Linked DNA regions of Mus musculus: region 1 is linked to region 2. The links are chromatin contacts, called in public HiChIP or PLAC-seq maps. All regions are on one chromosome and are shown on one strand. Each heading gives the region's core, a stretch centred on a gene start, on an enhancer-like site or on the middle of the called end of the contact. The rest is flanking DNA. Distances are from core to core; before and after follow the strand shown. Region 1 overlaps Pde3a (phosphodiesterase 3A, cGMP inhibited). Region 2 overlaps Gm30215 (a long non-coding RNA gene).

Evidence for each region. HiChIP or PLAC-seq counts read pairs in DNA pulled down with a chosen protein or histone mark.
Region 1: an H3K4me3 HiChIP or PLAC-seq map of neural tube shows a contact between it and region 2, with 9 times the contacts expected there. The contact joins two enhancer-like sites. A contact is called at or near these places in 10 of 39 promoter capture datasets (the HPC-7 cell line, cranial neural crest, epiblast stem cells and 5 more), 3 of 484 Hi-C or Micro-C datasets (embryonic fibroblasts and embryonic stem cells), 2 of 115 datasets of contacts at active chromatin or transcription factors (embryonic stem cells and neural tube) and 1 of 9 other capture datasets (embryonic stem cells).

What each region holds. Positions count from the first base shown.
Region 1 is chr6:141,318,183-141,321,632 of GRCm38.p6, forward strand. The region is part of intron 1 of Pde3a (phosphodiesterase 3A, cGMP inhibited); the gene reads left to right. Among named protein-coding and RNA genes, the nearest start is that of Gm10400, 21 kb to the right of the region's middle. Within about 2 kb of position 1,454, at least 3 of the 459 cell types and tissues checked have an H3K27ac peak or open chromatin away from gene starts, as enhancers often do.
Region 2 is chr6:140,731,694-140,735,257 of GRCm38.p6, forward strand. All of the region lies in intron 4 of Gm30215 (a long non-coding RNA gene), which reads left to right. Among named protein-coding and RNA genes, the nearest start is that of Gm30215, 53 kb to the left of the region's middle. Within about 2 kb of position 2,023, at least 44 of the 459 cell types and tissues checked have an H3K27ac peak or open chromatin away from gene starts, as enhancers often do.

The DNA.
Region 1 (3,450 bases), core at 204-2,703, 590 kb after region 2:
TTTCTCCAGAGTTGACTCCTAATTCATTTTTTTAAGTCATTTTTAAGGAGGCTGCTGACTATGGTAGGTGTCCAGCCTCCTAAATGTTAGGTTTATAGTGGGCACAGCTACCTCCTCTGCCTTTATTATGGAGCTACAATCTGGTAGTCACATCCTTCCAGAAGTTTCTATATATAGTTCTAATGCAGAGTTGTCATAGGTGTTAATCTCCATTGTAAGCCAGATATGTTTCTCTGCATTCCTAGGTCATATAATTACATAGAATTATTTTCAGATATTAACATTACACTGAGCAATCTAGTGATAAGGGGAAAAGATATTTGAATAGTCATTCATCTCAAAAAACAACTAGGAGTCTAGTTGGAATAAAGATGGTGTGTGTTCAGACATAAACTGCCATGTGGCACGTTAGAGTAATAGTTTTTAAGTCTCTACAGCGACATTTGGAGAGAATCAAATAAAAGGTCCATTTGACATATGGCTAAGTCTGCTTGAACAGACTTGGATCACTGAACACTGGTAAGTGCTAATCTCTGGGGACAAAATATTTTGATTAATAGTTTTTTTTTTTCTCATGCTGTGGGCGAAAGGGTGGCTGTAAAGGTTTTCCTTTTGAGATCATCACTGTGGCCTGTACCTTACAGTTCTGTGATGCACAAATTCAAAATGTCTGTAGAGGTCAGGAAGTTTACTGTATTGTTTAACTCTCTGTTTCTAATTAGGACTTTAAAAAAGAAAATGAGCTGCCCTCTCCAGACCCACCCACAGGCACATTTTCCACATCAGACCAGCGGGATATTGCACAGATCAGTCTGGAAAATGTAGACCGGGAGAGTTAGCCCTACCCAAGAGATTTTTTACTCTGGTGATGGCTGAATATTTTTATTTTGCTAAATGAACTCTGTGTGAATGATAATTTCTTTGCCTGTTTTACTGGTTTAAATCAATATTTAATTTTCTTACTAGCGTTCTTTGATTGATTTTTATCCATGCACCATATTAAAATTAGAAAATTCACAAGAATCACTGTAGGATATAATTTTCTAAGGAATCTAATTAAGCGTTTGGAATGAGGATGGCCCGGTGCACATTGTAGCAGTATGAAAAGCTTCTTGGATGTGCTCGTTGTGGGACATGGAACTGTTAGGATTTCAGTTTTAGATATTGGTCTCCAAAAGACTTCAATTACAATGTAACTTAGGAGGGTAAAGGGATTGGTGGGTAATTCTATGATCCCACAGCTTGTGTGGGGCTAGATCCAGAAAGACTTCATAGAGTACAGATTTACAGACAAAGCCTAACTCAGGCAAACTGGTATCAGGCTGGCTAGCAGCATCTCCTCTTTAAGCCTTTTATAATTTTGTTGGATCACTTAAGGGAAAGGTCTAGGCTTGGCCCATGTTTACAGAGTGTCCTCTCTGTTCTTCCCTCTTCCCCTTCATCCCGCTTCTCATCCTTCTTTGCTCCCTCCTCTTTCCCTTCCTTCTCCCCTCTCATGGTACACGTACCTGTGCTCATATGTGTACATGTCTGTGATAAACAGCAGGGTCTTCTTCCCTTGCTGTTCACCTTATTGTTGGAGATAGGCTGTCTCATTTAACATGGAACCCCCCAATTTGGCTAGACCAGCTGGCTAATTCAGAGACCTGTCTGTCTCTGCCTCCTGGACACTGACTTCAGTGCTGCTAGCGGAGATCTGAATTCACCTTCTGATGCTTGTGAGGCAAGCATTTTATGACCTGTGACCAAACGGCCTCCTCCCCAGCCCTTCTCTTTCTTTATAAGTAAAATTTTCTTTCAACAAGCCATATCATGTCTACAACCTTTTTCAAATGGTATTTGCAAAAGTCAGCTGAGATAAAGGGTCTCGAGGAAGGCCAGGTTTGCCTGTCGAGAGAGACTTTCAATGGCCAGTTGATGTGAGGATCCTTATCTTTCTTGTGACATCTTTATGACCATAAGATGCCACATATCTACTCCAATCTCTGGGAGATTAACTTCTTCCCTTTCTGCTTCTGGGATATAGAACTGGGGGTTTTCTGTCAGATGCAGTAAAAATTCCCTTGGTACCTGTCATCAACGTGCAACCTCATGACAGAAGAGTGATTCAGGTCACCTCACACTTAATTATTTATAGTCCAAAGGAATGAGACATGACCAGTTATTTATGATGTCCTATGAATAAAAATATGTGAATAAACAACAATTGAATTACTTGTTAGAAATGAATCTGACTCAAGCCTGGGTATGGCAATCCCAGAGGTAGGAGGATCAGGAGTTCAAGGCCAGCTTGGGATACAAGAGACCTTGTTTCAAAGCTTAAAAACAATTTCTTGAAAAATTCAGCAATAATGGTGTATTCTTTGCTACTAAGATCCATTATGAAAATATAAAAAATATAAGTAAGTAACAATAATTAAAAGAAAATAGAATATAACAAGAGAAAATTTGCAAGGAATATATAAGTACCGTGGAGTAGTTAGACTCTGCGGTATGGTTTTGAATCAAAAGAGTGAAGGCTGTGAATATAGTTCTCTGGTACAGTTTTTCTAGTGCATGTTAAGTCCCTGAGTTTCATCTTCTAGCTTGAAAAATCAAAAGACTTTCTGAGGCTTAAGGAGAGTGCAGAGGGGTAGGTGGGTTCTTCCCAAAGTAGATAGGATTTGAGCTGGATCTGATGGGTAAACGTGACTTACCAGGTGCTGAGTGGGGGAAGGTACCTAGTGGCAGAAATCATTTTGAATAATGTTTGCAGGATCTTTGGCACACACCAGAGCTCTTTGCCATGGTGACTGAAGCCTCTCCAGTGTCTGGAGTTTCACCCCAACTACTTTTCATTTTTATGGTGGCTCTGCCACCTTGTTCCCCCATGTTTCCTAGGTTAATGCTGCCTCGATGGTTCTTCCAATCTCTGAGACTCTCCATCCCATTCTAATTTCTCATTAAATTTTGATGTGCTTGCAAACTGGTACTTGATGCATAATTTAAGAAATATATTTCCATGCAAGTAGTTCTATACCAAGACATTGGTAATCAGCCATTCTGCATATTTCATATTGAAATGTCTTTTAAAGTTATTGAATGTGGGCTGGGGATTTAGCCCAAATGTAGAGCACCTGCCTCATATGCATTACTAGTTCTAGGCTAAGGTAGCTTGCAGCAGCGCATGTGAGGATTATGGTTCCCCTGTTATCCCACAGTCCCTTGCTGTGTTGTGGTTGCTGATTCCAGATGATCTCTGCATACTCAGTCCTTGGAGTATACAGTCATGGCCCTGAACTCATTTTTTCCTTCCTGGAGGTATAAATAGCCTGATGACGCCCTCTGCTCCCTGTAGCCCATGCATCATTCATACCGTACCTCTCCTTTCTAGGTCACAAAGCTCAACACACACACACACACACACACACACACACACACACACACATCAATGGCAACAACATATGAAAT
Region 2 (3,564 bases), core at 773-3,272:
AGTCATTAAAGCAGCTTTGGAAACCTAAATATTAAAATCATTTACCAGCGACTCTATCATACTTTTATTAGACTGGATGATTTACAAGTGTGCACATTTTCACTGGTTAAGGATTTTGAACTATTACAAGAGAATTTGACTATTCTGTCAAGTCGTAGAGTTTTTTTTTCTCTTTATTAAAGGATAAAGTAGATTTATTTACCTGTATTTGCTTTTATTTTTCTTTAAGCTTTTTTTTTTTTTTTTTTTTTTTTTTTAAGACATGGTCTCATTATGTAGGCTGACCTGGAACTTGCTGTGCAGAGCAGGATGGCCTTCAGCTCCCTGAGATCCTCCTGCCTCTGCCTCCCTCACACTGGGATTAAGGGTGTGCACCACATCTGAATGTGTTTGTCTTCATGTAGGTTTTACCCTGATAGCACACAATTTAGAAACTATTTAGGCCAGATTTTTAGACTAGACTCAAAGTCAGTACGCAGTCAAGGTTGACTGAGTTCTTGACCCTTCTGCCTCAAGAATTACAGATGTGAATTCTGATTTGTTTACACCAAATGGTGTGTGTTGTGCATGCTTGTAAGTGTGCAAATATGCACTTCCTTGTGGGCTCCCTATATGCTGTTGTGTGAAGGCCAGAGGAAGACACCCAGTGTGTTTTCGACTATAGCTCTCTCTCTGCTTATTGTATGGAGAGGAGTCTCTCATGTGACCATAAGTTCACCATTCTGGCTAGGCTAGCTGGCTAGTGAATTTCTGAGATCTGCCTGCCTACTATACCCATTGCTGGGATTACAGGTGTGTGTGTGTCTATTGCCAATGTTTTTTACGTGGGTGCTGGGGATTTGAACTTAGGTCTTTATGTTTGCCGTACAAGTATGCTCTCTAACTTCAAGTCCAGATTCTTTGTTAGAAATTATAATTACGTGATAATGCTCTATAATGTAGTTGACTATAAAGTTTAAAAACAGTGGGCTGGGGAGATGACTCAGTAGATGAAGTGTTAGCTGTGAAATTATGAAGAGCTAAGACTGGATTCCCAGCATCCATGTTTAAAACCCACGGTGGTGATATGAGCCTATAACCCCCCACATTGGAGAGAGAGGCAGAGGCAGGAAGCTCCCTGGGGCTTTTGGCCAGCCAATCTAGCCACATTGGTGACCTCTAGGTTCAGTGAAAGGTTCTGTCTTAAAAAATAAGGTGGATCTTGATTGAAGAAGACAACATTGCCTCCTGGCTTCCACATGTGTTCTCATACATGTGCACATACGTGTACACACACACACACACACACACACACAGGCACACACAGACACACACAGACACACACAGGCACACTCCTTCCCCACCATCGAACAAGACCCCCCCCCCCCCCCCAAAAAATTCTCTCAATAGGAAGTGTTCATTGCTAATTTTGCACCAGGAATTATTTCCTTTGGAAAAGTTATCAGCTGACTTATATCTCTCCAGGTGTGGGGGCGGTCCTAGTTGCTATGGTTCTGGGGGCGGTCCTAGTTGCTATGGTTCTGATGGGATAGACTAATCAAAGCTGGGAAAGAGTTACAGTTGAGACTAGAGAGGATTTGGAATGTCATTGTATCATTTAATAAAACATGAAATTGAATTAATATTGTTTTTGACCTCGAAAACGAACTGTCAGGAGCAAGAGGGTTAATATAAAATCCTCCAGTTTGTAGTAAGAATTCATCCTTAGCAAAGCTCTAAAATTATACAGTGAAGTTCAGTGTGAGTTTAAACGGGAGACGTTGGGATCAAAGGGACTCCACAGTGAATGTTTGAAAGAAGGATTTGTGTGCGGTCCATCCTTGTTTTAGGCTTGGATGGTGAACTGCTTTCCTGCGATTGTGTTATGGTTCCCATTGCAATTTAGAGATGAATAATGAGTTTCTGAAATCCACTAGAATCTGTTCTCACCAGCACGGGAAGAGCAGGACAGGCTTAGGAGGATAGTAAACAAGCGAACCCAGATATCACAGGCAGCGCTCACTGGGGGTGCCGAGCCTCCGGCTGAGGCGGTGGCGGGCTTGGCTCCTGAAGCGCTAACGGCTTAGTTGTGCAAGCCAGCAGGTTCCAGCTGTAGTAGGTGAAGAAAATCAGAGGAAAACAAAGTGCGGACACGAGCAGACTGCAGTCTCTAGCTCAGCCAGGCTCCACAAACTGCAGCTGCCTGTATTGGAACACGGGGCAGACCCGACGTAGAAGCTCAGCCCTTCTGTCGTCACTGCAGCCTGCAGCGTAAACCCTAGCTTAACCTTAAAACAAAAAACAATTTTGCTTGTTTCTGCCCACATCGAAGAGCCCCCCCTGATTCCTGAGCATTATCCTGATGGTTGTCGTTGCACAGATCTGGTGACCCAGTGTCCCAGTATCACTGACTGACCGTTAGATTTGTGAGATTTATTCCTGTTGCATGAAGCTGTTCTTTCTTCGTCCTTATTGTTGTATGCATTGGAATATTGCATAAAAAGTCTACACCTACCTCTCTGTTAGTACCAACAATACTGCCTTGACCATTCTCATACATTCTTGGACATAGCAGCTTACTGTACGTACTTGGGAGTAGATAATCACTTAGTGGAAACCACTGAGTAACCTTTGTGAAGTACTCTTAGATGAATCTTCGTACCTCATGTATGCGAACCCACACGTGGATAAAATCTATCGACTGACTAGGCTGTGAAGTAGTAAAAATATCACCTGGAAAGTGGGTGTGATGGTGCCTGTCTCTGATGCCAGCACTTGGCTGTGATGATGCCCACCTGTGAAACAGGACTTGAGTGTGATGGTGCCCATCGGTGATCCCAGCACTTGGGAGGTAGGACCAGGAGGATCAGGAGTTCACAGTCAACTCTGGCCACACAGTGACACCCACGTACATACTTACGTACATTGGCTCATGGTTAGCCTCCGATTCATGAGATTCTGCCTGAAGGGCAAAACAGCCATCCTAGTTTATAAGCAATTAAAATAACAAAAAATTATAAGGAAAATGTTCTTTTTTTTTTTTTTTAATGACTGAGAAGGGGGGCCAGAGTGAGAGGCAGATGTGGCTCTGCTGGGTTGTGAGCTTATTGGGTTGCTCTCTTCAAAGATCACCTTCCTCCTTTGTGAAACAGGAATACAAACTAACCCAGTCCACAGAGCTGTTGGGAGAATCACAACACTTGCCGCGGGGTGTGGAACCGTATCACACACTGTGAGGTGTCTGAATCACAGACTTCATAAAATGCTATGGGCTGAAGACGGGGCTCAGTACTTGAGAGTGCTTCTTGTTCTAGAGGACTACAGTTCTAGGGGATGGCTAACTCTCTTCTAGCCTCCATGGATGCCTAAAGACATGGTACACATGAACTCACACAGTCACACACATACCTGCACATAAAGGAAAATGTTCGCCTTGAGTTGTAGATGTGTGTTGATTATGACGGACTCCGGTCACGGCTATCTGTGTCATTTTATGAATCCTTGGAATGGAGATGATGTCACACCTATTTTAATACTCAAGGTAGTAGAACTGTAAGACACAGCGAAAGGTCCTCTATCAACAGT